Regions from separate parts of the Mus musculus genome. Here region 2 is linked to region 1. A link is a contact called in public HiChIP or PLAC-seq data. All regions are on one chromosome and are shown on one strand. Each heading gives the region's core, a stretch centred on a gene start, on an enhancer-like site or on the middle of the called end of the contact. The rest is flanking DNA. Distances are from core to core; before and after follow the strand shown. Region 1 has its middle 26 kb from the start of Ireb2. Region 2 holds the start of Hykk (hydroxylysine kinase 1).

Region 1 (2,700 bases), core at 131-2,630:
TACACAACAACCTATATATGTACATATAGAGAGCCAGGTAGAGTTATTTACTATGTTATATGTAAGATATCTGAGAGTTAATATTAGTAATTAAGGTTGGAGCAAAACTATGTGTTCAATTTATTCAATATCAAAGAAAGAGGTGCTGCTTGGCAAATTGCTGCCAACAAAACCGTTGTACTTTTATGAATTTTTATTATTCAGTAAACTCTGACATTATGGAAAAACACAAGCTGACATAGGATGCTTGTGACAGTTGTGGATAATAAGCGAAACAACCCAGAATGTAAAGATTACTGTTTCACAAGAGTCAAGCGTTCATCAGCTGAATTTTACTTTGTTTTCATTAGCCCCAATCAACCATCAGTGACTCAGCACAAAAGCTATGTCATCACTAGCTGCCAAATGAAGCATGTGTACCCTTTAAAATGTTCTTAGGATCATAGCTCACTCTCTTGCTCTTTCCCTCTCTGTCTGCCTCTCTCTGTCTCCTTCTCTGTCCTTGTCTCTCTCTCTCTCTTGTCCTATCTTGAGCTGGCCTTTTGAATCCCCCTCCCCACAAATCTCTTGCCTGGGATCTGCTGTGTCACGGTGTGACCTGCCAGGGTATTCAGCCTCATAAACACTAACATTGGTGCCTGTGAGGAGAATATCCCGTTGCATGTGTGCTTGGGGATTGGTCTAAGCCACCCTGAGCCGCTATCTCTTATCTCCAGCTCGCCTGCAACAGACTCCTCACCTTGGCCCTCCATCCATTACGTTGGTGATCCCTCTCAGTCAGCTTAGATGCTTCCTGAGTCTCTAGTACTGATCTTTTCCCTTGGGTGAGGCTTCATTTTTGAGCTTGGTTTTCACCTTTTGGACTCACTTAAAAGTCTTGGTACTAGGCACAGAGTCTGTCCTCAGGCTTGCCCAGGCTAAGCCTTGCCCCCATTAACTGCTTGTGCATTTAATAGTTTCTGCCTTCCCCCTTTGGCCCCCTGGGTGCTAGGGATGCCTTGGACCTCCCCTCTACCTGAACCATGGAAATTGCATCACCTGTACCTCTGGATTCTCCTTTAGGATACCTCTCTGAGAGCCTCGGATCCCTACACCTGCGCCCAATTCAAGGACCTTTAAACAATTTACAGTTGAATCTGGCCTCAATAGCCCTTAGATAATCAGTCCAAATGTGGCCAAGCAATGAGGGAAGGGAAAACTCCAACCCCTGTTTGGTTTTGCCTCATTGTTCTCCCCACCCTCACCCCGCACGTGTAAATGTCTTTAAGTTAAGGTTGATGGATCTGTAAGTTTGTTGCAAAGTGGGAGCAAGAGCAGGAGCTAGCAGGAGCAGAGAAAGCAAAGGAGGAGGCCAGCTGCAGCTGCACACCAGTACTCCCTGGTGCTTAGGTTCCGAACCCAGCCGCTCACCTAACTCCACCCCCATCCCACACCACACTTGCGCTAAGGTGTGTACAGATCTTTTGTGAATCTGATTCCAATTTCTGGAGCCCAATTCTTCCGCAGCAGCCTCCCTCTGGCCTGCTGTGCCCTCCACAGGGTCTCCCTCTGGCTCCTGCCGTCTGCTACACCAATGCTCTCTTGCTCTCTCCTGGCTATCTCTGACTCTAACTTGGCAGTCCCATCTCTTCAGCTCTCAGCCTCCTCCTGGAGCTTACAGGAACACCTATAGGGTGTCAATTGTGACCCTTTCTCTCTTCCTCTGTCAAGAATCAGATTTTATTACTACAGCTTGGCCTCATTACAGATCAGTGGCCAAAAATTGGCGCCCTTGATTTCCAAATTCTCAAAGATTGTAACAACTTCTGCCACAACAAAGGATCCTAGAGTCTCTTATCGCTAAGGTTCAACTTCCCACTCTTAAAAAAATCTTTTCTCTAAATGATTTCTCTGCAGTCTGCTCTTAAAAATATCTCTTAGGACTATACTGTAAACTCTATCTCGGGATTTGTAAATTCATTGAATATGGTTAAGAATCTATAAAATCTGTAACAAAATTTGGCTTTAGACTTATAACAAAAGGTTTATAATTAAAGTCTATGATATATAATTTTAATTTGCTGCAATAGATAATTGATCACATACTAGCTATGTGATTCAACTTTTGTCTAGAATATACTGTACATGTAACTTAGACTCTTGTTTAGAAAAAATAGATGTTTCTAAATAGCAACCATGTGGCTCTCCTCCATCTTGGCAGATAACCTTCATCAATATGTAAGCAACCACATGGCTGGCAGCCTTCTTTCCTTAGATGACAGGGCCATGTGACTTCACCATCTTAGGCTGACTAAATAGTATAAAGCAACAATGATAAACTTCTCAGTCCTAATGAGCCCTTAGTTTGCTATTGCTAAGGAAACAACACAACACATCACTAAAATATTTTATATGTCTAACTACTTATATCCTTGCTAGTTGTTTAACACTAGGCTTCTAGAAAATTTAAATAAGTAACTATATGCTTGGTAAATAAGGTATATTTGATAGTCAATGTTTGTAAATTCCTCAGGTTCAATCAAGTTCACAGTGATATCTGCCAATCAAGTTTACAGTGATATCTGTCAATCAAGTTCACAGTGATATCTGCCAATCAAGTTTACAGTGATATCTGTCAATCAAGTTCATAGTGATATCTGCCAATCAAGTTTACAGTGATATCTGTCAATCAAGTTCACAGTGATATCTGTCAATCAGGTT
Region 2 (2,700 bases), core at 37-2,536, 79 kb after region 1:
AACAGATAAACATATTTCTAAAGGGGGCAAAGGAAATTTCTCATTACGATAGGTGTTGACGGGGATTGGAGAGACTATCCGAGTTAATAATCCCAGCACTTGGGAGGCAGAGGCAGGCAGATTTCTGAGTTCGAGTCCAGCCTGGTCTACAAAGTGAGTTCCAGGACAGCCACGGCTATACAGAGAAACCCTGTCTCGGAAACAACAACAACAACAATCATTCATCATCATCATCAGAGTAACGATAGCACCCATGAGTATGCCAGAACAAGAAAAAACAAGTGAGATATGCATACAGCACCATAACATAAGGAGAGCAAATTGCAAACCTGAGTGACAGGTGTACAGGACTCTTCCAGCAGGGAGTGCTCTGGTCTATCAAAAAGGTCCTGCTTAGCTGGAGGAAGGCATCCAGCTATGTGGCTTAGTGTGGTGGTTTGAATATGCTTGACCCAGGGAGTGGCACTATTTGGAGGTGTGGCCTTTCTGGAGTGGGTGTGGCCTTGGAGGAAACGAGTCGCTGTTGGCATGGGCTTTGAGACCCTACAAGCTGCCTGAGGATGCTGCTTTCTTTCTCTCTCTCTCTCTATTGTACTTCGTTACCCCGCTTAAAAACTGGTGCTACCGCCTAGATCCTGAACTGGGAGTTGGTAAGCACGGTCTGGTTAAGTAAGGGTCTATGCCCTTTAGACTTCAGTTCCCGCCAGCACAGACAGTGTAGGTCTGTTTAATAAATGAAGCCTTTTCAGATTGGGACATGCTAGTACAAAGACAGCGAGCCCCATTTCCTCACAGAGAGGGACCGATCCTTGTAGTTTCAGAACCAGGATTCCTTTCTGGGGAGAATGAACCTCTAGTCAACCTCTATGAAGATGGCCTTCAGGATACTCTCTTCTAGAAAGAGCTGGATGGAGTGAGGAAAGAAAGGCAAGATGCTATCTCTCCTGGCAGCTTGCTGACAGACTTGTGCTCCAAGTCGCTGCCAGGACTAAGCCAACCTGGTGAGAATTGACAGATACCACTCAAACCCCAAGGCCTACTAATTGGCTACTTGAGAGCCAATCAGAAACGAGTTTTGACTAGAGAGCCGAGATTGACAAGGTTGTCGGATTCCAGACAGCCAATCAGAAGCCAGATCTCTGAACTCTATTGGTGGGATGGAGAGGGTTGGGCCAGAACTGTCAGTAGTGTGTACTGACTGGGCGGAGGGATGTGGGAGGAGCCAATAGGAAGGCGGGGCTCGCAGCGGCGGCGGGTCCGGCCCCACCTCCTGCACCGCAACCACTAGCTGACTGAGGGGAGAGAGCAATCGGCCTCAGGACGTCCGGTCGCTGTGCGTGAGAGGAGGTGGAAGAGACTGAAGCGAGTCAAGGGTCTCTCTGAGGGGACATCCCCGAGAAGCGGCGGCGGGCTCCTGCAACCCTTGCGCTCCTCAAACTCACTGCGTGCTGACGCGGCAGGTCACTGCCCAGCCCCAGCCCTGCTGAGATTTCAGTGCGCAGTTTTGAGGGTCCCACCCTCCGCGGGCCTGCATGGTTTGGGGGTGGAAGCCATCCTAAGGCTCCTCTGGACCTGAGACAGGCCGGGAACGGGTTGTGGGCCACCTCCCTCCCATCGGCGTCTTTCGCTCCTCAGCAAGACCCCCTGGAAGTGAGTCTTGCTTCCAATCGCCCTTGGAGTGTAGAGTTCCTGCAGCCCGTGAGCTGTGAGTGGAGGCAACTCACGAAATAAGTGCAGGGAACATCACTGCCTGCTTCCCAAGCCTGGAAGCTCACAGCAGAGGGGTCGTCGAAGACAGACGTGGAGAAAGTGCTAAGGCAGAAGTCACAAAGACTTTGTAACACTTTAGGAGAAGGTGAGAGGAAAGACTAGTTTATGTATTATTATTATTTTATTCTTGTGTACTTTTCACCAAGTGCAGAGTGTAAGATCCACTCCCTCTCCATTCCCCTCTCATGCAGCGAAAAATTATGGAGTCTGGTGCAAACCTCCTGCTTAGAAGTCCTTACTGTTTGAGGTTGTTTTTGTTTGTTTGTTTGTTTGTTTGTTTCCGGCTCTAAATATTGTTGACAAGAAGTATACTAACATCTATATAGATTTCGATTCGCTCTCCACTCTCTCCACACATGGGGCGCATTTGATGAAAATGGATGTCTCTGTTGTTCTATTTTTATTTTTTAAGTTTTTTCTTTATGTGTATTTGCTTTCAGTAGCATGTTTCAATGTGTGTCCTTTTTTTTCAGGTTGTGGAGTTCTTTCTATATTCAGCAAAAAGGCTCAAAATTCTTCGTTGAACTCTTTTAGAGGCAGTGTGGCTAAAGTTACGGAGGTTGGCTGCCCAGCTGGTGCTAGGACTTTTCACAGCTCAGTAACTGTTTGGTACCAGGTTGTCCTGTGACCAGACCTGCCAACAGTACTTTGTAAACAGGACTTTGCTTTAACAAATAGGACTCTTCAAAGAGATAATTAACAAGCCCCCTTTAAGGACATGGGGATGTTTTCTGGAGATTGGCCTTCACCAATTGCCTTCAACAGTCTTCAATTTTAATAGCTTTTTCTTTTTGAGACAAAGTCTCTCACAGTAGCCGGGGCTAGCTTGGAACTCAATAGGTAGTCTGGACTGACCTTCAACTAGCAGCAATCTTATTGTCCTGTCTCTGGATTGGCAGGATAGCAGATGTGAGCTACCACACCCAGCTC

What was found. HiChIP or PLAC-seq counts read pairs in DNA pulled down with a chosen protein or histone mark.
Region 2: an H3K27ac HiChIP or PLAC-seq map of embryonic stem cells shows a contact between it and region 1, with 8 read pairs. The contact joins the promoter of Hykk here to the enhancer-like site in region 1. A contact is called at or near these places in 6 of 39 promoter capture datasets (embryonic stem cells, liver and stem cell-derived epiblast-like cells), 15 of 484 Hi-C or Micro-C datasets (B cells, CD4 T cells, the G1E-ER4 cell line and 8 more), 6 of 115 datasets of contacts at active chromatin or transcription factors (bone marrow-derived dendritic cells, embryonic stem cells and intestinal crypt epithelium) and 4 of 9 other capture datasets (adipose tissue, embryonic stem cells, liver and 1 more).

The regions. Positions count from the first base shown.
Region 1 is chr9:54,836,596-54,839,295 of GRCm38.p6, forward strand. No RefSeq gene overlaps it. Among named protein-coding and RNA genes, the nearest start is that of Ireb2, 26 kb to the right of the region's middle. Within about 2 kb of position 1,381, at least 21 of the 459 cell types and tissues checked have an H3K27ac peak or open chromatin away from gene starts, as enhancers often do. A contact at or near this core is called in the G1E-ER4 cell line, embryonic stem cells and pancreatic islet, where this site is marked.
Region 2 is chr9:54,916,004-54,918,703 of GRCm38.p6, forward strand. It overlaps Hykk (hydroxylysine kinase 1), which reads left to right and starts at 1,287. Exons shown (of 5, transcript NM_177351.4): 1 at 1,287-1,855.